Linked DNA regions of Mus musculus: regions 1, 3, 4, 5, 6 and 7 are each linked to region 2. A link is a contact called in public promoter capture Hi-C and targeted proximity ligation data. All regions are on one chromosome and are shown on one strand. The core of a region is the stretch at or near the end of the contact, and the rest is flanking DNA. Distances in the headings are between cores, read along the strand shown. Region 1 holds the start of Acy3 (aspartoacylase (aminoacylase) 3). Region 2 holds the start of 1810055G02Rik (RIKEN cDNA 1810055G02 gene). Region 3 holds the start of Cpt1a (carnitine palmitoyltransferase 1a, liver). Region 4 holds the start of Rad9a (RAD9 checkpoint clamp component A). Region 5 holds the start of Ighmbp2 (immunoglobulin mu binding protein 2). Region 6 holds the start of Tmem134 (transmembrane protein 134). Region 7 holds the start of Gstp3 (glutathione S-transferase pi 3).

The links. Promoter capture Hi-C pulls out the DNA fragments that hold promoters and counts their contacts.
Region 1: a contact with region 2 is called in a promoter capture Hi-C map of embryonic stem cells, with 2.3 times the contacts expected there. A contact is called at or near these places in 6 of 39 promoter capture datasets (3T3-L1-derived adipocytes, the SN4741 cell line, cranial neural crest and 2 more), 6 of 484 Hi-C or Micro-C datasets (CD8 T cells, the CH12 cell line, cardiomyocytes and 3 more), 13 of 130 datasets of targeted methods (the NIH/3T3 cell line, the SCID.adh cell line, bone marrow-derived macrophages and 9 more) and 3 of 9 other capture datasets (adipose tissue, embryonic stem cells and liver).
Region 3: a targeted proximity ligation map of embryonic stem cells shows a contact between it and region 2, with 13 read pairs. A contact is called at or near these places in 3 of 484 Hi-C or Micro-C datasets (the G1E-ER4 cell line, Th1 cells and embryonic stem cells) and 6 of 130 datasets of targeted methods (the SCID.adh cell line, embryonic stem cells, memory CD8 T cells and 1 more).
Region 4: a targeted proximity ligation map of large pre-B cells shows a contact between it and region 2, with 2.5 times the contacts expected there. A contact is called at or near these places in 1 of 39 promoter capture datasets (pre-B cells) and 2 of 130 datasets of targeted methods (large pre-B cells and pancreatic cancer cells).
Region 5: a targeted proximity ligation map of pancreatic cancer cells shows a contact between it and region 2. A contact is called at or near these places in 2 of 39 promoter capture datasets (hippocampal neurons and pre-B cells) and 2 of 130 datasets of targeted methods (the SCID.adh cell line and pancreatic cancer cells).
Region 6: a contact with region 2 is called in a promoter capture Hi-C map of pre-B cells, with 2.5 times the contacts expected there. A contact is called at or near these places in 1 of 39 promoter capture datasets (pre-B cells) and 2 of 130 datasets of targeted methods (memory CD8 T cells and pancreatic cancer cells).
Region 7: a targeted proximity ligation map of regulatory T cells shows a contact between it and region 2, with 4 times the contacts expected there. A contact is called at or near these places in 4 of 39 promoter capture datasets (liver, neutrophils, pre-B cells and 1 more), 1 of 484 Hi-C or Micro-C datasets (CD4 T cells) and 5 of 130 datasets of targeted methods (large pre-B cells, memory CD8 T cells, neural tube and 2 more).

What each region holds. Positions count from the first base shown.
Region 1 is chr19:3,985,178-3,988,093 of GRCm38.p6, reverse strand. It overlaps Acy3 (aspartoacylase (aminoacylase) 3), which reads right to left and starts at 1,524. Exons shown (of 8, transcript NM_001302479.1): 1 at 1,483-1,524; 2 at 1,143-1,271; 3 at 789-1,043; 4 at 171-363. The coding sequence starts at 1,024. It overlaps Gm52386 (a long non-coding RNA gene), which reads left to right and starts at 2,333. Exons shown (of 3, transcript XR_003952881.1): 1 at 2,333-2,916.
Region 2 is chr19:3,706,903-3,709,957 of GRCm38.p6, reverse strand. 1810055G02Rik (RIKEN cDNA 1810055G02 gene) reads right to left here and starts at 1,665. Exons shown (of 4, transcript NM_028077.3): 1 at 1,522-1,665. It overlaps Gm36608 (predicted gene, 36608), which reads left to right and starts at 1,790. Exons shown (of 3, transcript NR_167751.1): 1 at 1,790-1,897.
Region 3 is chr19:3,321,814-3,325,099 of GRCm38.p6, reverse strand. It overlaps Cpt1a (carnitine palmitoyltransferase 1a, liver), which reads right to left and starts at 1,799. Exons shown (of 19, transcript NM_013495.2): 1 at 1,726-1,799.
Region 4 is chr19:4,199,969-4,202,861 of GRCm38.p6, reverse strand. Rad9a (RAD9 checkpoint clamp component A) reads left to right here and starts at 1,259. Exons shown (of 11, transcript NM_011237.2): 1 at 1,259-1,379; 2 at 1,463-1,533; 3 at 1,805-1,933; 4 at 2,283-2,397; 5 at 2,491-2,590. The coding sequence starts at 1,346. It overlaps Gm30082 (a long non-coding RNA gene), which reads right to left and starts at 1,154. Exons shown (of 4, transcript XR_388289.3): 1 at 1,064-1,154; 2 at 624-735; 3 at 424-478; 4 at 1-324.
Region 5 is chr19:3,281,281-3,284,457 of GRCm38.p6, reverse strand. It overlaps Ighmbp2 (immunoglobulin mu binding protein 2), which reads left to right and starts at 1,448. Exons shown (of 15, transcript NM_009212.2): 1 at 1,448-1,757; 2 at 2,870-3,039. The coding sequence starts at 1,672. It overlaps Mrpl21 (mitochondrial ribosomal protein L21), which reads right to left and starts at 1,416. Exons shown (of 7, transcript NM_001347420.2): 1 at 1,287-1,416. The coding sequence starts at 1,386.
Region 6 is chr19:4,124,537-4,127,469 of GRCm38.p6, reverse strand. Tmem134 (transmembrane protein 134) reads right to left here and starts at 1,510. Exons shown (of 8, transcript NM_001078649.1): 1 at 1,430-1,510; 2 at 1,270-1,428; 3 at 349-413. The coding sequence starts at 1,444. It also overlaps a transcript of Aip not described here.
Region 7 is chr19:4,057,823-4,060,745 of GRCm38.p6, reverse strand. It overlaps Gstp3 (glutathione S-transferase pi 3), which reads left to right and starts at 1,299. Exons shown (of 7, transcript NM_144869.3): 1 at 1,299-1,322; 2 at 1,452-1,487; 3 at 1,905-2,011; 4 at 2,130-2,217; 5 at 2,557-2,660; 6 at 2,751-2,858. The coding sequence starts at 1,322.

The DNA.
Region 1 (2,916 bases), core at 275-2,774, 280 kb before region 2:
GGAAACTGAGGCACTGACGCTGGGAAGAGCAGTGTGCAGGAGGCACAGGGTCGTCCACCCTGCCCCACCTCTTTTCCTTGGTTGGAAGGTTAAGGCGAGCCTGGAGTACCTCAGGTGGCACTGGTCCCTCTGCCCCCTCCCCGCCCTCCTTCCTGCCCCCTAGGGACCACCTGTAGGTAGTGGCACAGGTGCAAGTTGAAGGAGATGTTGGATTCAGAGATGAGGCAGACTCCAGTGTTTGCTGTGGTGTTGTGCAGGTCTAGGGTAAAGTCAAAAGCCTGGCCTGTGCCCTTGGGACCCAGCAGCTGGTTCAACTCTCGGGCTCTTTTCACTTCATAGGGGTCATCAGGGGTAGCGGTGGAACTGTGGGGAAAGGAATGGGGGACATCAGTCCCCATCATCTCAGTCTCCCTTTCCTTGGCTAACTTCTCACCTTTGGTGGGGGAGGGGGGAGATTAGCTGGATGCCACCTCCTACAAGAAGCCTTCCCTGACTTCTCTTGGTCAGGCTGGATGCTCCATGTAGTCCCACCTTCACCCCAGTCTTTTTCTGTGCCTCCAGTAACCTGAAGCTGACATGTTGGTCCTGTTCCCCATGTATGTCTCACTTCAGCTGGTAAGAGTCTGGCCTACTGGGCAGACTTCCTGGAAGAGGTGACATTGATCTGGATCTCGCTAAACCATATGGTCATTGAGAAAAGACAGAGATGCCTTGCTAGCCACTGTGACCAGTCTGTAGGGATGCTAGTACCTGGCTGTGGACCGGCCAGCCTGGCTGAGGGTACTCACCCAAGGAAGGTGAGGGTGCAGGAGCGGTTGAGATCACGGTCCAGGTAACGGCAACAGGCAGCTGTGGCTGCTGGGTTGGCCAGAACCGGCATGGCTGAGAAGCTGGGTCTCTGCAGCTCCCCTGGGTTCTGTAGCCAGTACCGGGCCAGGTAGACACCACACATCTCATTCCCGTGGGTGCCTCCAGTCACAGCCACACGGAGCAGGGGCTCCCGGGACCCAGGTAGGGAGGACATCTCCCAGTGTGGGGAAGAACTGCACAAGAGATGTGGAATCTAAGTATCCAGAGCCTGAACAGTAGGGTGAGCTCCCCACAGAAGAGTCTGAGGCAGGGGGATGCCAACTGTGACCCACCTGTACCCAGAAGCCAAGTTCAAGACACCAGCAGCCAAATTTTTGTTCCCCCTTGCAACCTCAGTCCCTCTTCTGGAATGTTCTGAGGGTGAGTGTCGCTCTCCCCACTTTTCTCTCTGAGGACCTAAGCTGAGAAGGGGGACTCAGACATTCAGAAGGTCGACTGTTCCCACCCACACGACTGTCACCACAGAACTATTTTATAGATGGTAAAGCCAATGCCTAGCTTTCCAGGGGGAGAAGACTGTCACCCCCTAAGCTGTGCAGCAAGTGTCTGGATTTCAGGCCACCTCTGCACCCTCCTCTGAACTGGTCGGGAGCCTCTGCCAGAGCCTCTTACCTGCTGGTACGAGCCTGGGCTTCCCTAGGCCACAGGCCTAATGTGTCCACCCCCTAGGAGGCTGTATTTATAGGCCCGCAGGTCCCAGGCAGGAAGTGTTTGTTCCAAGTAGGCGGAGAACTGGAGGCGGGAGGCTGGGCTGGGAGCCAAGCAGCCAAAGTTCGCAGGGCCCCACCCCTATCCCCTAAGCTCCGCCCCCACTCCCATCAGCTTAATGGGTCCAGGTCTCTGGGGCAGGTTCCTGTCCTTGCCCTCTCCTCTTTCCCCCGGAAAAGGGACAGTTTTACTTGCAAGGGTCTCTGGGGACTTCTGCTGGAAGCTGCGCTTGCCCAGAGATTCCTGACTTGGAACCATGTCTCCCAGTCCTCAGAAAGGACTTGGCTTTGCACTGATGAGTACTGGTGGTCCACTGCTTGGTCCTTTAAGGGTAGACAAGGCCTGCCTGGTGTCCACTCCGATCCATGCAGAGAGGTGCTTTCCTTGAGGCTACTTAAGGCAGACAACAGTGGGCAGTGACTTGATTTTGGCCACAGCAGCCCTGTACTTTGGGGGCCACCGGAAAAGGAGTCCTCTTCCCTGCCACCTTCCCCTGCACCGGCCTGTCTTTGCAGCCCACAGCCACCTATTTAAAGCTGTGATCTATGAGGTTCAAATCTTACAGCTCACTGATGCTTCAAACAAAACCGCAAAATGTTTTGCCTGGTCTTTGTGATGGCCTTCAAGGACACTGTAACTGAAATGACTTTGTTTACTCTGCTTTGGAAAACAACCCTCAGGCCCAGTCTACAGATGTGGAAACTGAGGCTCAGCAGAGGAGCAAAGGGTACACTGAACACAGGGGACAGTTGGAACTGGAAGACAGAGTGATCCTTTCCATTCCCTGAGACCTCCGTGGGGGTCCTGGGGAAGTCCTGGTTCCCTGACCCTCAGCTGTCCCTCCTACTGAGCTCAGCTGTCCTCTGGCAGGAGGCAAGCACTGTTCAGAGGTCGCTGAGGAGAGAGGCAGTGAGCCATGCAGCCCACTGAACCATCGGATTAACTATGCCTACTGACTGCACTTGGCCTCCAAGGTCAGGCCTTGTGTTTCAGGATGTCCTGACATCCGGCAGGAACTAAATCACTCTCGCTGTAGGTCCAAGCTTACAAGACAGTTTGGACATTCTGGGTGGCAACCTTATCAGAGCTGCTTAGATCACACTCTAGCCTGAGTCTGCTCTCTTACCCTCCCCCACCCCATGGCACTGTCACTGTGGGGACAGTGGAGCCCTGTGGCTCACCTTTGTTCTCACGAGGCCTGCCAGCTGTCCTTTGGCGAAGAGCTGGAAGCGTGCAGTGTGGCCCTGGGCGCCCTTTCTGCAGTCTGAGGCGTCAGCGGAGAGAGGGTCGAGACCTTCCTAAAGCCTATGCAGAAGGCCATGAATCTTTTGTCAACAG
Region 2 (3,055 bases), core at 416-2,915:
CTGACACCCTCTTCTGGAGTGTCTGAAGGCAGCTACGGTGAACTTACATATAATAAATAAATAAATCTTTAGAACAAAACAAAACACCCATACACATTAAATAGAGGAAAGAAAACACTAACAAAAAAACCAAGTATTAACTCAGAAACTAGAACAAACAGACTGGGGTTGAGTCTCTTTTTGGGAATTGGTCCCCACAGGATCTGCAGGGAATCAGCATCAGGACACCTTCTGCCAGCTCATACAAGAAGGCCAGTATCATGTTCTCAATTCCATCGTGTCACACGGGCACACCCTTTCCACCACAGGGCAATGTCTATACACATAAGACTTTAAGTCTGCATTTCCTGAGCTGTTCCTACTAAAGTTCAGCCAGGTGACTTGTGTGAGTCCCCAAGTGACAACTAACCCTTGAGATGCTGCCCAATTCCTCTAATGTTTGTTTGACAGATTGCACTCCCAATCTTGCCTTGCCTTTAATGCCTTTATGATGTGTGGATTGCTATATACACATCACTAGACCTCAAATTGGTGAGCTTTTTCTCTGACATACACAGATTTCAATTCAAGAAGTCCAGACTCAGCAAAGACCATTAATAATCCCTATCAGCAGGGCCCCCGTCTCTACTCCACGCTAGGGAAGTTACACAATTACAGAACAGAAATTGGGAAAGCTAGTACAGGACAAACCACAGTCACCTACCTAATCCTGACACATCACCTGCTTGGACGTATTATGTACACAGACATTGCCCTGTGATCTAAAGGATGTATCCACGTGGCAGACATTAGCCCACGATCCCAGAACATTAAATATTATCTTAACTGCACCGCTTATCTCCAGGTATCTGAAAGTTCAGGTCTCACTACCAAAATGCCAAAGGTCTGTGTTCTAAACGCTTGCTAAGCCAGTATTTCTGATATTCTGCTGTCCAACAGGCGAGTCTAATTTATAAACGGAAAACCTGTATTTTAAACAGTTTGCTGGTTGACTTATTGAAATTTTAGAGCTGGTTCCTAGGGGTCGGGGTGTAAGTAATACAAGTTTTTAAGAGTTGGACTTCTAAGCTCCAGCCAGACCGTTAAGCGCACAAGCTAGCGGCCACAAGGGGAGGCAGGCAAGTAGACAAATGAGGAGGAAGGAAAAATGTGATGGATTTTCCTCATTGGTAGGTAGAAGAGTTTGGGGTGCAGGCCTCAACTATTTCCGAGACCAACACCTTCTAGGGTACAGCCTGATCCAAGACTCGCCTACTCTCGAATGTCCGTAGAGTGCTCGCAAACTGCCCAGCATCGACTGGCGATCGCCGTCAGCCCACCTCCTCCTCCTCCTCCTGCGCATCCATGCTTCTCTAAGGGCTCGGCCCATTCCTCCCTCCTCCGCCTTGAATCTCCATTCCTCACCGCCTAGCGCACCGGGTCCCCATTCATCCCTCCTCCGCCCCGCACCTCGCTGTCCATCCCCAAGCGGCTCATGGGGCCTTCACGACAGCTCCCTGGACAGCAGTGCGGGTCACTTACCCGGACGCGGCAGGCCCGTGGCCCTCACACCGCAGCGCAGCCACTTCAGCGATTCAGCCCCGCGCGGGGACGTGGACCGCAGCGAAACCCAGTTAGCTCAGCTCACTGGTGCGCGCTGGACCCCACCCGGACTGCCCCGGAAAGACGTCACGAAAGCGGGACCAATAGGCTGTCGCTGGCACGCGCGGCCGCGTGCGGTGGGCGTGGTTTGTTTAGGCCACGCCTGCTTCAGGAGCTGCCTTCCAACTTGGTCCCGCCTTGGCCACGCAGAGCTATTTGGAGCCGATCTAACGGAAGTGAGCGATCCAGGGACTTGTAGGCTATGTCTGTGTCTAGGGCTTTTCCCAGAAGCCGGGGAGAAGAGGGGTCAGATCAGGTGAGCGCAGATGTACTCGGACGATGGCTGGTCTGGACAGGGCAGCTCTAGAAGGCCTCATGAGGTACTTTATGAGGCTCTTCTGACCCGGTTCCTGATCTTTCTTCCCATCGGCTATTCAACTCCTTAAGGCGGTCCAGCCTTGTCCTTGCTCGCAGGCATGGCTTGGCTACTGAGGTTTGCTTTGCACACACTGCACCTGCCAGCTTCTGGCTAAGCATTTCACCTGAAAGGCAATACACTGATTTAATCCTGCAAGAAGATCTCGCTTTTGTTTTCAAGTCCAGAAACAGTCTCACAAAGGGCTTTGGAATTTTACACGTGGCATGACACGTGGGACGAAATGGAAAGCCTGTGAGACTTGCTTTTAATTTTAAAAGATTAGGGTTGGAGAGATGGCTCAGCAGTTAAGAGCACTGATGCTCTTGCAGATGACCCCGCTTGATTCCCAGCATCCACACGGTGGCTCACGACCATCTGAAAGAGCAGTTCCAGGAGATTCCATGCCTTAAGGCCTCCAGTGCACGTACATACATAATATGTATTGGAGTAGGCAAAATTCCCATACATAATGTTTGTATTTTATTTTTGAGTCAGGGTCTCTCTTTGTATCCCTTCTGTACTGGAACTCTGCATAGATCCAATTGTCCTTGAACTCACAGAGATCACTTGCCTCATGACTTCCTGTGCTAGGATTAAAGTCATGGGCCACTGCATCCAGCATACATAATTTTTAAAGAAAGAATTTAACGTAAAGTAGGTTTTGCAAGTCAGTAGGTGAATTCTGCTACTGAATGCCAATTTGTGTAAAACCCTTTTTAGGTCTCCTACCATGCCCATCCAAAGCGATCATCGTTGCCAGTTTTGTTTTGAGACAAGGTTTCACAGTCCAGCCCTGGCTGGTTTGGGGTTTCACAGTCCAGCCCTGGCTGGTTTGGGGTTTCACAGTCCAGCCCTGGCTGGTTTGGGGCTTGCTATGTAGATCATCCTAGCCTTGAACTCACAGAAATCTGTTTGCCTGCTGGGATTAAAAGTATGTGCCACCATGGCTGGCCTATTTCTAGTTTTATAACCTGTCTTGAGTCCTGGGATCAGAAACCAATGGACCCTGCTCTGAGCTCTATTAAGACTATATATAAGCCTTGCTGTGCTGTCATC
Region 3 (3,286 bases), core at 550-3,049, 380 kb after region 2:
CTAGCTCAAACTCGAAAGGTTTTGTCTTGTGCAGGAAGCCGCTTCGGCCACTTTTGATACAAAACCTAACCGGAGCTTGATTCCAAAGACGGTTAAGGAGTTCAAAGCCGGGCGTGGTGGTGCTCGCCTATAATCACCGCACTTATGGGTGGGTGCAGGAAGGAGATCGGGGGTTCAAAACCAACCTTGGGTACAGAGCAGGCTGGAGGGCAGCCTGTGTTACATGAGATCCTATCTCATTTTTTAAAAGTAAATAAATAGATAAAAGAGAAAATTCAAGTGTAAGGTTAAGTCTAGCGAGGCTTTAGTTAAGAAAAGCAATAATTTACATGACAAAAGAGCTCCGGGTGCTGCAGCAAAACCAGTCTAGCCCAGGACTCTGAATGCGGACGCTGCCCAGACCTACCTACTACTCTGCACTGCCCCGGAGCAAGCACTGTCCTCCCCACACCACAGTCCTCTGCTTTAGGTCCTCACTGAGTCCTGAGTCGACCGACTAGGAAGGGGGTGGTGGTGATGTATGCTTGCTGGCACAAATAAAAGGCCAAAGCTGTGTTTTAGTCATTTGGCTTGTGGTTTTGACAGTGATAAACACGCTTGAATATCAGGAATGACCAGAAACCAGACGCCTGTGCAACAAAATGCTGTAACTAAATACGCGTTCCGAAAGGCTTCTAAACTCACTTTCATTTTATTTGCGAACTTCCAAAGTTAGCAGTTTCCGACTAAAATCTGTTTTTGGACAACTATTTAAATGCACGGAACGAGAGTCGGCCCAGAGCTGAGAGTACTGAGCTTGATTGTATGTAGCCTGGTTCACACTAGGAACTTTTTAACTCCTTAAAAACTTGAGCGTTCATCTGTGTTCTGTGACATCAACGAAAACCAGACCCGATTCACAATAAGATGAAGAAAAACGAAGGGTACCCGCTGTTACCGCACAGCCTGGTTGCCCAGACCGTGCTGTCCGGCTGTCCCAGGCCAAGTTCGCTCAGGCCAGGTCACGTGACGCCCCCACCCTCCCGGGCTCTGGTCCCGGCGCGACCTTGGGCAGTCTCTGACACCCACCTGCCCTTGAACCCCGGGCAAAACCGCGGTGAGGGGTGCAAAACACTTAAGTCTCTGCGCCAAGGGTGTGTCCCGAAGGCTATACTGCAGGGACCCGCACGAAGAGAGGGCACCGGCCACCTGCCAAGTCCCCTGTGCGAGCATCCTTCCTACTGCCGAGCCCGACCCTCACGGACCCCGAGAACCAATCCACCTGCAGAGTAGCGGGTGGAAAGAGCCTGGAGAACGCTCGGCGTCCACACTGGCCCCAAGCCACCCGCGGAGTGGGGAGTGAGCAGGGGTCAGAAAGGGAGTTGACACTCCTACTGGTCAGGGACCAAGGAGTCACGCCTAATCATAAGCATCTTTCACAGAGCAATGAAGACCCCAAACCCACGCGGTGAGTGAATCCACCGTGGGGCGGGACACCACGAGCCGAGGTCCCACGCGTCCCGAGTGGAGGCATTTTGCCCAGTCTGGGGACCAAGCATCTTTCCTCCCGTCCCGGGATCCCCCAGATCCGTCACTGCGCGGGGGAGGGAGTGCCCTCTGCTTCTCCAATGCGCGGCTCACGCGTACCCTACGGGCACAGTCTGGGTCTCCCTCCACACTCTTAAGAATGACACCCGCGCGCCCAGCCCAGGGCGGTGCCGCAGCGCTGCCCTCGCGGTGTCTTACCGAGTCTGCAGACGGCGGCGGCGGAATGAGCGAGCGGAGTCCGGGCCGGGGCGGGCGAGGCCAGGCTCACCGACGCGCGCCGCGGGTGATTGGCTGAGCCCAGCTGGGCTGCAGCGCGGGCAGGACGGGGCGGGGCCTGGACGGGGCGGGGCTGCGGGGAGGAGGTCAGTAAGGAAACTGAGGCTAAGTCCCGAGCTTGCCAACGGCAGACCTAGGACAACATTCCTTACCCTGAGAGCCTCAGTTTCTTCATATACAAAAGGGACCAACTCATTAAAGCCATGTCCAAAACAGCTCTTTGCACCATACTTGGCTTACACTCGCGGTTTACACTAATCCGCCCGTAAACTTCTCTGCAACCCTGCGGGAGTTATGCTGATTTTGCTCCAGACTTTTGGTTTGTTTGGTTGTTTGGTTGATTATTTTTTTTTTTAAAAAAGGGGAGTGGGACGCTTGGGGTGGTGTTGGGAAGAACGGCTTGTCTAACATCAGAGAATGAAGAAGTAAGCTCAGGTTCCAAGTTTGAGAACAGATGTTTGACATCCGGGGGCAGGTTGGCGCCAGAGGCCAACACACTCATAGTCTCCCTGGGATAAAATCGTCAGGGGGCGGGGGAACCCTCATCTGCGGAACAATTAGGGTGTGTGGGTAGCTCACAATGCCGTGCATTCCTTGCCTGTGTAAGGTCCTGGATTCAAGTCTCTGCGCCCAAAAGCAACGGAATCGAAGTACTCTTTGAACGCTGAGAACGAATAGGTGTCAATAGGGGAGTGATTGGAACCTCGGACAGAGTGGCTTCTGGAGGGGGATCGCTGGCAGCACACGGGGAACGAAGGTTGCAGGGTGAGTTGTGAACAGGGTGTAGAGAAGTCGGGCCAGACATGGCAAAGCACTCTACCCGCCAGATGGGGCGCCCTCCCAGGCTGCAGCTCCAGGCCCTGCGTGTAGCAAGCTCTCCATAAATGCGCTGAAGAAGGAAGAGTCGCAGCTCTGAGGTCAAGCACGCCTGGTCATGGAAGAGCCCTGTTTGCCTCCATCTTTCTCTGCCTTGCCGTGGAAGGGTTCCATAGAGAAAATGAAAGTTCCCCTTGATCCCGCCCCCAACTGTAGTTAACTGTTGCTGTATCTCATCTCCCCCTACACCTCTATTATTTAAAAGGACAGGCGATTGTTGGGTGTAACTTTGAGATTTTTAGTTTATGTGAAGGGACTCATAGAGAATCGGGGTCTTTCACTTGCCTTCATTGTTCTGACACACCCAAACGCCTTCCATCTTCTTAAGCATCCTTATCTGAGCACCTGTTCCTGAGCGTGGAAGCAGAGACCAGTGTGACATGTGGCTGGCACTGCAGAGGTGCTATCTGGAAACACTTTCTGCTGTCCCCCGGGCCTCATCGGCCTCGATGGCTCTAGTGTCACCTCTTGCTGCCCCCTACTTAAGGCTCCTTTTAAGTCCTGGACTGTTGGACTCACCTTAAATGCCCTTCCTTCTCTCCCTAGAACCCCAGTCCTAACCGGTCCCCTCCCCAAGGACACTTCCTCTTTTCTTGGCGTCCTGCTT
Region 4 (2,893 bases), core at 10-2,509, 490 kb before region 2:
AGAGACTGGACTTTGCCAGGAGAGTTAAGCCCACCGGGGGGGGGGGGGGGGGCGGGTCACTGAGGACTGTGTCTGGACAGTGAAAGGAGGACAGTGGAGACAGAAGGAGGGCCACTTTGCCATCTGTTTGGGAAATGAAGCAGCCAGAATCCACCGAAGACGTGAGCAAGTGAGGAGGAGAGGATGCTGGTAATCCCCTAACTCCCAGTCTAACAGAGAACTGGACACCTCTGCGTTGTATGCAGCTTGCCTTGGATGTGGAAAGGGAAAGCCGCCTCCTCCCCGGAGGCTCTAGGAAAGAAGCACTTGGAGAGGGAGAGGAGCCTAGAAAAACAAAGAGGGGCTAGGTAACAAACACACCCTCCCCACTACCCACAGGCCCGCAGGGGGATGGGCAAGGGTTGCTCTAGGCATTTGAACTACCTCCCAGAGCAAGGTGAATGCGTCCCAGCTGAAAATCTTCATCCTTCCACACTGTCTGGGTAATTGGTAAAATGTACATAAACCAAACCCCGCGTAGTACTTAAGCCTTCCCAGGGCTTCCCAGTTCATCCCTTCAGCTCTGCCTCCCCACCCCTTACCGCACAAGGCTCGGGACACCCCATTCACCCATATTCGCCTACCCCCATTGTGCTTCTGCTTCTGCCCCTCCTTCTGACAAGTCCATCCTTCCACCCTTTTCTGTCCCAGAACCTTCTCATCTTTCCATGTATTTACGAAGGTCAGTGAAGGATCCTGAAAGCAAAATGAACAGCCCCTTCTCATCGCTCTTGAAGCGAGTTACGTTTTTTGAGGGGAGCTGGTGGTTGCTGCCACAACAGAATCCCCAGCCCAGATTGAGCGCGGACTATCTTGATTTGACCCTGTAACCCCACACACTAAAGTTAGCGACCCGGGAGGGTCTACACTTCCCACGTTAGGGCTCTGGTCCAGAGCTCGATCCTTGGTGCAGACACCTTGCTCCTCCATCTAGTATGCCCTTCACCTATGCCCAGTGCAGCCCAGTGGAGCTGCAGAGCTCTGCAGGGTGTGCAGGGCTCGGGTTCGGGTGGGAGAATCAGACCTGAGGAAGGACACAGGAGCAAGCCCTCCGCAGTCACGTGACCCGGGCCACACCCAATGAACCGACTAGATCACGTGACACCGAGCTTAGGAACGTTTTTCTCACGTGACGGAGAAACCCCGGGTGAACCAATAAGGAAGCGGAGGCCAGGCCGGCAGCGGGGAGGGGACGGTGCGCGGGAAGGGAACTTTAGGCAGTCGTAGTAGCTGCTGGGACTCATTATATGTCCTATCCCGTCCCGGTTCGTGTGCAAAACAAGCTCGATTTTTGTGCTTATGTACTATGAAGTGCCTGATCACCGGGGGCAACGTGAAGGGTAAGTTTGGACCTACCTTGCAGCAGACCACGTGAGCAAGCCCCAGGAGTCCCCCTAACCACTTTCTGTTCTCCTCCCCGCAGTGCTGGGCAAGGCTGTCCATTCGCTATCCCGAATCGGGGACGAGCTCTATCTGGAACCCTTGAAGGACGGGGTAAGGGACTGGGACGCAGGGATGGGGGCGGATTCAATGGTGAATGGGGAGCCTAGGCTTGGTGTTCATTCGGCCTTACAGGGATGGTGGACAGATATTCCGGCGCAGTTTATTATCTCTTGGGTTGTTCGGACATCGGCTTGGGCCCAGTCTTCTGAGGCTGCATGTCTATACAGAGGGTACTTGCTCTTCCTAGAACGCCTAGTGGCAGGCAAGGTGGGGCTAAAGTAACTTAAGGGAAAAGCAATTTTGCCTGCTTTTTGTGTCTCAGCTCTCCCTACGGACTGTGAACTCGTCCCGTTCTGCCTATGCCTGCTTCCTTTTTGCCCCACTCTTCTTCCAGCAGTACCAGGCGGCTTCCCCTGGTCAGGACCTGCTGCGCTGTAAGATCCTGATGAAGGTAAGGGCCACCTGAAGCAGCTCCACAGCTGTGCCTCTGTGCCAGGTACTCAGTAAATGATGAGTTTGACTAGGGAGTTAGTCTCATATGGGAGCTATTCCATGCAACATGCAGTGAGGTAAAGATGTTTAGACCGTAGAGGGCTATCTAAGATCTGTGGAGAGGGTGGTGACATTGGTCAAGAAAAGGTTAGTGGCCCTTCCCAGCAAAGAGACCAGCATGGGCAAGGCAGCATGGGAGTGTGCAGACACCACAGCTTTGTGGGGCCAGTGATGGGGCCAGGGCCTACATGGGATGTAGAGCTGGGCCGTGGAAGCAGTGTGCCAGACTGATGTCCTACCCTGCCCAGGCCTTCCTGTCCGTCTTCCGCTCTCTGGCAATTGTGGAGAAGTCTGTGGAGAAGTGCTGTATCTCCCTCAGTGGCAGCCACAGCCACCTGGTGGTCCAGCTCCACTGCAAGTATGGTGAGCAAGCGGCCTGCCCAAAGAGTTCCTCTGTGGGTGTGGAGGCAGTGGCAGTGGAGGTTGCCAAGCCCTGAGACCATTTCCCTTATCCAGGGGTCAAGAAGACACACAACCTCTCCTTCCAGGACTGTGAGTCCCTGCAGGCTGTCTTCGACCCAGCCTCATGCCCTCACTTATTGCGCACCCCAGCACGGTAAGCACCCCTGCTTCAAACTTCGCCTGAGTCTCTCCTACCTTTAGGGCTTTAATGTCATTCTAGGAATGCTCCATTTTCAGCAGGCCTGGCTAGCCTATGCCTGTCATCGTAGCAGTTCTTAGATTGAGGTGGGAGGATCAGAAGTTTCTAGGAAACTTCACTGGGAAGGCCATTGAGTTTCTAGGTAGCCTAAGCAGTGAGACTCTTTCTCAAAAAAAGGGTGCATGTGCTGGCGAGATAACTCAGTAAAATGGTTGACGTGCAAGCCTGAAGGCCTGGTTTTGAGTCCCACTTATATAA
Region 5 (3,177 bases), core at 199-2,698, 430 kb after region 2:
CTTTAGAAATAAGGTGGAGAGGGGTTGGAGAAATAGGTCAGTGGAAGAGTAGCTGCCGTTCGTGTAGAAGATAAAGTTTGGTTCCCAGCACCCACATGGAAGGCCTCAAGTGTCTGCATCTCTAGCTCCAGGGATCTGTGATAAACCAGCATACTTCTATCTTAAGCTGGAAAGCCATCTTATAGTAGAGAAAAAGTAGATTCATTTCTGTTTATGATTAAATCTGTTTCTCAAGGATTGGGTTATGCCACACCTTAACTACAAATGGGTTTATACCACCTGTCCCGGAAAACGGCAACTATGCCTTTGTTTCAAAGTTATTATTACAACCTGTTGTTACGACTACCTTGCAACTGCACTTTTGTTTCAGAAGGTTATTGTGACCAACCGGTTACGCTTATGTTCTGCTTCACCCCCATTTGGAAACCTCCTATCCCTGAACTATAGAAACCCTGATTTCAGGGGTGTCCAATGCTGACCTCCTGAACCCTGTCTTAGGTGGAGGCAGCCTGCATACCCAAGTGAAAAAGCTTGCTTTAATTAATTTGGCTACGATGATTTGAGTTGGTGGCCTTTCTCCTATCATCTATGGATTAACATCTGACCCCCTCTTCTGGACTCCAAAGGCACCTTCACTTAAATGCACAGAAAGGACCCTCCCCCCCCCCCCCCGAAACAAACATCACAATAAGTCTTAAAAAAAAATAAAGAAAGAAACTGAAAAGGTCGAACACAACAGTGTCCACCTGACATCATCATCTGGTCTCCACACGGGCATGTACACCCACCTGCACACATACATACACATAACACATACACAAACTAAAAGGTCTGGGTCAACAAAACTAAGGGCACATTACTTGTTATGTTTCAAGATAGACTAACATTAAAATCACTCACTCCTTTCTTCAACGTCATTTTTTTTTTTCCTGATCCGAGGGTGGCTAGCAGCCCGAGGACAACTGTCCACACCCATGCTCTACTTAGCAGCTTCTAACTCGCTTTCTTTACATCCCCATTGTATGACCCTGGGTAGGTCATTTGTCTACACCCATTTGTGTCCCTGTACTATAGGACCTACACTTAAGTTTAAGAGCACTTCTCAGTATTAAGCAATGAACGGAAGGAACCACGTTCTCATCCCAGGTTCTCGTACTCCAAACCCTGTGCCATATTCACGACTCTCATAACCAACACACCAGGAGCCAAGGTGGACTCAGACACACGGGCGGCAGACGGCGGAAGCACCGCTAGCTTCTTCCCTCACCAGGCCTCCCTGGTCTCACCTGATCCGGATCCCTGGGATGCCAAGATGCTACGGCTACACACAGACACCAGCCGCCCGAAGGCGCCCGGCAATGCCGAGGCCGCTATGGCAGCAGCCATGTTTCCACAGTCCCAACCGGAAGCGGAAGCAGCGCGAACCTTGTGCGTCAACACACAAACTCAGTAGGGAACACCTGGAGCAGGGAAACAGGGATCCTACTGCAATCACTGGCTTGGCGGGGAACGCAGGAAACGGACCGGCCGGGAATCCGCGCCCTGGCTGGGAGCGCAGGGCCTTTTGCGGATTCTGGTCCAGTGGGGAACACGGTCCGACTGGAACTCGGGTCCCACAGGACTAAACTGGCCGAGCAGGAAGCATCAGTCAGGGGCTGCATCGCGGAGCAGATGGCCTCGTCCACCGTGGAGAGTTTCGTGGCCCAGCAGCTACAGCTGCTGGAGCTGGAGCGGGACGCCGAGGTGGAGGAGCGCAGGTAAGTTTGGCCGCAGGTCCCAGGCCCTCTGTAGCTCTCCTTAGTTACCGCCTGGAGCCAGTCTAGTGTTGGCTGGGTGAATGGCTAACACACAGAGACAGCCCTAGGAGAAGACCGCACAGCAGCGTCACTTCGGGGCGTCGAGGCAAAAGGATCGGGAGTTCAAGATCACATTTTGGCTACGTAGCCAATTTGAAGTCAACCCGGGCTACAGGAGACCCTGTAGTGAGGCCCCCCACCCCAAGGGAAAAAAAAGAGAGAGAGAGAGAAAAAGAAAGAAAGAAAGAAAGAAAGAAAGAAAGAAAGAAAGAAAGAGAGAGACTTAACAGGATGGTCAGTGCTAGATGGGGAGTGGGACAAGTTTTCTTCGGGATCCAGGGAGTGGGGTGTGCCAGAGAGCAGCTTCCTAGAGGAAAGTTAATGAAGCCTATGTCATGTATGGTGCCTGAGCATTCCTGAAGAGCCATGTTGTTTCAGGAGAATATCTACAGGCCTGCAACAGACAGAGCCACCACTTCTCTATCCCACAGTGCAGTTCCTGTAATGCATTTCCCTAAGGATAGACAAAGGCTGGCGAAGTAACTGACCCAGGGTAACCCACGTGGAGGCAGGACGTGAAGTCAGTCTGTGAGATTACAGATGTGTAATCTGTAGATTGGTTGACTGAGAGTCTGTCAGTCATGATGAGGGAGAGGTTTTGCTGTTGTGGCTGTGTGACTATGGAATTGTGTACTAGGCCTTCCCATACATGTCTGTGAAGGCATGTGATTCCCACACCATGTGCTTGCTGTGAGAATGAAGCGATATGCTTTAAGCCAAACTGGGACCTTGAACCACACTTAGGGTGTTGGTGGTAAGAAGCAGAGAGAGAGTCAGGTATAAATGGGAGGGCCCCAAAAGACAGATGGCAGATGGCAAAGAGACATGATAAGATTCTGTGTTGGCTGACTTGGAGCAAGTTAGGCAGTACCTGTCCCGTGGGGTGTGGGGGAGAGGTAGGATTGGAGTAGAGTGGATCCGGAGTTCTTTTGGGGCATACGTAATGCCTATAAGCAGAACTCCTTTCTCCCTTGTGCAGGCACAGTGAAGCTGTTTTGCTTGGTGTCTTCTAGGTCCTGGCAGGAACACAGTTCTCTGAGAGAGCTTCAGAGCCGAGGGGTGTGCTTGCTGAAGCTTCAGGTATCCAGCCAGCGCACAGGGCTGTATGGGCAGCGGCTGGTCACCTTTGAGCCCAGGAAGTTTGGACCTGCAGTGGTGCTTCCTAGCAACAGCTTCACCTCTGGTACGTGTTCCCTGGGGGCTTGTATCATCCATGGCTGGTGGTCAGATCAAGGCCTGTGCTGTCCGAAGGGCTGGAGAATTGACCCACACAGTCTGTGGCACTACAGTGAAAACCTTCTGGTTACAAACCTGGTGAACA
Region 6 (2,933 bases), core at 261-2,760, 420 kb before region 2:
AGGGACTGAGGTTAACCCCTGCAGGATAGAGGGTCCAGAAGGAGGTCAAGGGTAGGGGGTGAAAAGGAATTACAGAATAGAGTGTGTGTTAAGAGGAATGAAAGAGGGTGGGGACTGGATTAAACTGAGGATTCCTAGAAGACAGAAAGCCTGGCATTGATAAGGTGGAGGACCGGGGCACTGGGGTAAGGTGACCCAGCTGGACAGCAGATCCCATGAGAGAAGCAGGGCTAGGAATCCCTGTAAGACAGGTAAGTGCATCTGGTTGGGACTGGGCAGGTCCTTGCAGACAGGAGCCTGAGACACGGGGCCTGGGATAAGAAGGGTGGGTCCCCACCTGGCCCTGACCTGGTGCTGACTCCCCCATCCGGCTCCGGAGAGGCCTGGGCTCCGTCCTCATCATTTTCCAGGTTCTGTTACAGGACATAAGGTTCAGATAAGCTTCAGGAATGGGCCTTTCCACTGCCCTCTGGGGGGAGGAGAAAGGCAGCCTGACAGCTTCTGCCTGGCACATCTGGCAGCTGCTCTCCTGCCTCTCCCTGCCCTCCCAGCGGAACCGGTTTGATGATTCAGAAACCAAAACCTGGGTAGGAAGTAGGTGGCTGTTGGGGGCTTCAGCACAGAATCCAGCAGGGGTGGGCTGCCAGCATGGATCCCAGGAGCAGGTGACCACTCAAATGAGGCTCTCAGGATTTTTCAGGGACCCAACATAGAGACTTTGGATTTGGTATAGCATAGCACAGGCCTCTGGGTCTTACGTCCTAAAGAACGATAGGGTTGGGGGAAGCTACCTGAGACAATGATTTATGGTGTGGTTTAGTATGAAGAGATGGGCAAACACATCATGTGTGGGGACCTCCACTTTTAGGGTGATTCTCAAAGCAGAGGGGATGCGGAGGCTCCATAGGTCACGTGATCTGGGGCTCAAGGGATGCTGTAAATATCGACAAGGTCTGGTTCAGATTGGAAGTACTCCCCAAACTCCTCGGAGTGATATTGGGGTGTCAGTCTTCAAGACAGGTGGGTTCTACACTGTTGCTAAGGCCTGGGTTCCTAGTCCGAGTTTCCGGCTCTCCACAGCTGCACTGGAACCGAACTCAGAGCTCAGAGGGCAAGGACATAAATCTGGATGAGCAGACACGTCTAGGGGACAATTTTCCGCTCCGCTGGGGTCTCTAGGCAGAGGCTCCGGAGTTAGAATTCTCCGGGGCCCGGCCTGGGGTTCCGCCCTATCCTGGACAAGAGGGTGAGACGAGCAGGGCCGTTCACCTGGTAGCGTAGCCGGGACTGCTTGTCTTCATCAGCCACCTCGAACCGAGCCCGGCGTTCGAAGTGCAGCGGCCCGAAGCGGGCGACCCCGCTGGACTCGGGCTCAGGCCCCGCGTCCTCCAGGGTCAGCTCGAAGGCATCATCGATGCTAAACTGGGGGCCGGGCGGCGCTCATGGCCCCCGCCGGCCTAGGCGCCCAGCGCCGCCGCCATTTGAGCCCGCCACGGCCCCGCCCACCAAACAGGGCCCGCCCTCACAGGGCCCGCCCCGTCTCCCTGGGAGCGAAGATCTGCCCTCTACAACCGCCCCGCCCTTGCCCGCTCCTCCTCTGCAGGCCTGAGCAGCAGAATGCAGAGTTGCTTCGGGATCGCGTCAGAGTCTCGCGGGTAGCGGGACTCGCGGCGCCCCCCAGAGGTTCCCTTGGTGAGCGACAGCCCCGGCTGTGACCAGGACCGATCTAAGCTTGTGCTTGTAAGGGAGGGGGGAGGGGAGGAGGGGGGACGGAGGGACGGGGTGTGTGTGGTGTGTGTGTGTGTGTGTGTGACGGGGTGTGTGTGGTGTGTGTGTGTGTGTGTGTGTGTGTGTGTGTGTGACGGGGTGTGTGTGGTGTGTGTGTGTGTGTGTGTGTGTGGTTGCTTTCTCTGCCCAGGGGTGTGAGGTGTGTGTGTGGTTGCGTGGTGTGTGTGTGTGTGTGTGTGTGTGTGTGTGTGGTTGCTTTCTCTGCCCAGGGGTGTGAGGTGTGTGTGTGGTTGCTTTCTCTGCCCAGCAGCTCAAACCTCATGAGGTAGCCTGGATTCCAGTCCGCACTCCAGTGCCATAGAAACTCTTGGACCTGTTCCTCCATCCTACTCACCACAGCTTCCAATGGAGGGGTGTCCTTGTCATTTTTCAGATGTGGACACTGAGGCTCAGAGCTTATATTGTTTTCTCCAATTCAGAATACATGGGGCAGCTAAAGTGATTAAAAAACAATCTTTCTAGCACTGAGTCTGCATTCCCTTCTATCTTTTTTTCTTTTTTTTTTTTGGTTTTCTTGGAAGAGGAGCTCCCTATTTAGCTCACTCTGGCCTTGAATTCCTGATCTTTTTGCCTTAGCTTTTATAGTACTGCTTTCTCTTCAGTGCTCAGGAGTGTTTGGAACTGAATAGATGTATAAATAATAGTAAATATCGGTGGCAGTTTGTCAAAGTGCTACGTCTGAAATTTGAACCCATATCTTTCTAGCTTACAAAGTGTTTGCCCTCCTCCACGTCCAACCGCCCTCACATTTTATGATCTCCCATAAAGAACTGAGTCAACCCAACTTCTCATTTTATGGTTAAAGAGGCTCCTCTCTAGTTGTGGTCATTCATTCCCCCCCCCCCATTCCCTCCATCCCCATCTTCCTCCCCTCCCCTTCTTCTCCCAAGACCTGGCCTCACTGAGTTTCAACCCAGCCTGGCTCTTACGTGGCATTGTCTTCTGTATGGATGTGTTTGCAGTGTACAAACATGGGCTCCTGTATCAAGTGCATTCTGTTGTTTACATTTTTCCATTTTTCCACTCAGTGCTAATGGTTTCCACATGCATCTTGTTTGCTGTTTCTATGAGCTGTAGGCGTGGTACCATTTGGGCTTCCAACACTCAGCTCCGCAGCAGTCAGGCTGAGGTTGGCCTCATGCACA
Region 7 (2,923 bases), core at 50-2,549, 350 kb before region 2:
AGGGGATAGTTCATTAGTTAAAATCCCTTTATTTAAAAAAAAAGGGGGGGCTGGAGGGATGGCTCAGTGGTTGGGAGCATTGGCTGCTGTTTTGGAGGTCTTGAGTTCAGGTCCCGGCGACTGCATGGTAGCTCACGGCCATCTGTGGTGGGATTGGATGCCCTCTTCTGGTGTGTCTGAGGACAGCTGCAGTGTGCTTGCATGTGATAAATAAATAAATATTTAAAAAAAATTTTAGGGCTGGTGAGATGGCTCAGCGAGTAAGAGCACTGACTGCTCTCCCAAAGGTCCTGAGTTCAAATCCCAGCAACCACATGGTAGCTCACAACCACCCATAGTGAGATCTGATGCCATCTTCTGGTGTGTCTAAATACAGCTGCAGTGTACTCATTTATAATAATAAATAAATCTTTAAAAAAATTTTTTTTAAATCCCTTTATTCTTTTCTTGAAAAGACAGGCTCTTGCTATATAGCTCTGGCTGGCTTGGTTGCTATATAGCTCTGGCTGGCTTGGTGATCTTGGTTGTAGACCAGTCTGGCCTTGAATTCGAAAGGGCTGCCTCTCTTTGTACTTTTTTTTTTTTTTTTCGAGACAGAGTTTCTTTGTATAGCCCTGGCTGTCCTGGAACTCACTTTGTAGACCAGGCTGGCCTCGAACTCAGAAATCTGCCTGCCTCTGCCTCCCAAGTGCTGGGATTAAAGGCGTGCCGCCCGACCTTCCTTTGTACTTTGAGTGCTGCAATTAAAGGTGTGTGCCATCACTCCAGGTGACACTGCCATTATTATGGTTATTGTTATTATTTATTTTTTGTCATTTATAAACATGGTTTCTCTTTGGAGCCCTGGCTGTCCTGGAACTCTGTCGACCAGACGGACTGGGCTGAACTCAGAGATCCTCTTGCTTCTGCCTCCTCCCAAGTGCTGGGATTAACCACGGCTCCTCTACATTGCCTTATTTTTACAAGGAGCACTTATTATTATACCATGTACTGTTGGTAGAGGCCTACCTGCATATAAGGCACTGTCCAAACCCCTGAGCACACAAGAAACCGAGTGGTTTGGGCGTGTTAAGTGGGAGGCTTATCATGTGACCATGTGTGCCTCTTGCAAAACTCCAGTAGCATATTGCACCACAGATAGAAAGGTGAGTCTGCCCTCCCCCACCACGTCTGCCAGGAAGCTGGTACACTGAACACCAGGACTTGGTCTGTTTCTGGGGCAGTGTGGGATGTCTGAGGAGGTGGAGTCTTCCTGTCAATATAAGGCCCCGATCACTTCCTCTCTTCCTGCTGAGCTTGCACCACACTGTATCCGCCCAACAGTAAGGAGAAACCTGGAGGCAAGGGCGGGGGCAATTATACCCCCACCTCACCCCTGCTACTAACCGCTCCTTGGCCCTGCAGCCCAGGCAAGGTCCTCCTTCATCGTGCTTTTTGTCTATCTCTCCTAGTGCCACCTTACACCATCGTCTATTTCCCTTCCCGAGGTGTGGCCTCAGCACTTTCAAGACGAAGGGCACAAACAATAGTCTTCTGGGTCATTCCTGGGAATCCCCAACAGTGGTGTAGGAAGGGCGTGACCAAGACTGTATTGGGGCCGGGCCGGGACAGAGACCTGGGGCAGGACTACAGTTGTGGTTGGTGGGGCCAGGACTGCCCTCTTAGCCTCCGTAGATAGCTGCACTGTCTGTCACTTTTCCTTCCTTCCCTGTGCCATGGTGGGGCTGGGTCTTCGCATTCCAAGATAATGTTAGGACATGGCCTCTATCACCACATATCTCCCCTCCCTATGAGGCTCCCAAGCTAGTGTAGTCCTCTTGTCAGCTTTCCACTCTCCCAAACTCTCCCAGGATGCTCTGAGAGTAGATCTCTTCGCTGTGTCCTCATCCTGCACCCCCATACAGGGCGCTGTGAGGTTATGCGCATGCTTCTAGCTGACCAGGGCCAGAGCTGGAAGGAGGAGGTGGTGACCTTGGATGTTTGGGAGCAAGGCACATTCAAGGCTTCCTGTGTGAGTAATTGTCTCCCTCTCCCCCTTGGGGATTCGGTTGGGGCGCAGCCTTAGGGTGCTGTGTCTAGGATTGGGGGCAGCCAGGTTCAGCACCCCTTACAGAGGGATCTTCTCCCAGTTGTTTGGACAGATCCCCAAGTTCCAGGATGGAGAGCTCACCCTGTACCAATCCAATACTATCCTACGGCACCTGGGCCGCTCCTTCGGTGAGTCCAGAAGCCAAGCCCTGAGAGACACCTGAGATGTTCCTCAAAATGTCCTGGGGCTTTGAATTGCCTCACCTGCAGCCACCAATGTCCCACCTGGGTCACCCTAGAGGATCATGCAGGGCCCAGGTTCCAGAAGGCTACTGGTGTGCTGCTGGGCGGTCGCTGTCTGTACAGCCAGGGCTGTGAGTTTCCAACTTGTATCATTTTTCTAATGACATCCCAGAGGTAGGCAGGGAAGACCTCCAATTAAGGTTAGAGAGTAGACCCAGGCTGAGACTGAGTGGACATGTAGGGACAAGTACAGAACCTGAGCCTGCTGCCTGCCCGCTGACCCAGGGCTCTATGGCAAAGACCAACAAGAGGCAGCACTGGTGGACATGGTGAACGATGGACTGGAAGACCTATTCAGACGCATTGCCCGGCAGTATCGCCATATCCTGGTATGTAGGAGCCACAGGCTAGTGACCAAGCGTGGTGGGCAGGAAAGGGAGATCACTTCGGTCACTCTGGCTGCACATTTCTGACCACAGAAGGAGGGCAAGGACCAGTATCAGAAGGAGCTTCCGGGACACCTGAAGCCATTTGAAACTCTCCTGGCCCAGAACAGGGGTGGCCAGTCCTTCATTGTTGGTGACCAGGTGAGCATTGGGTAGGCCTTTCCCCACCCACTCATTGCCAGATCCTTTCTCAGAGGGGTAAACTG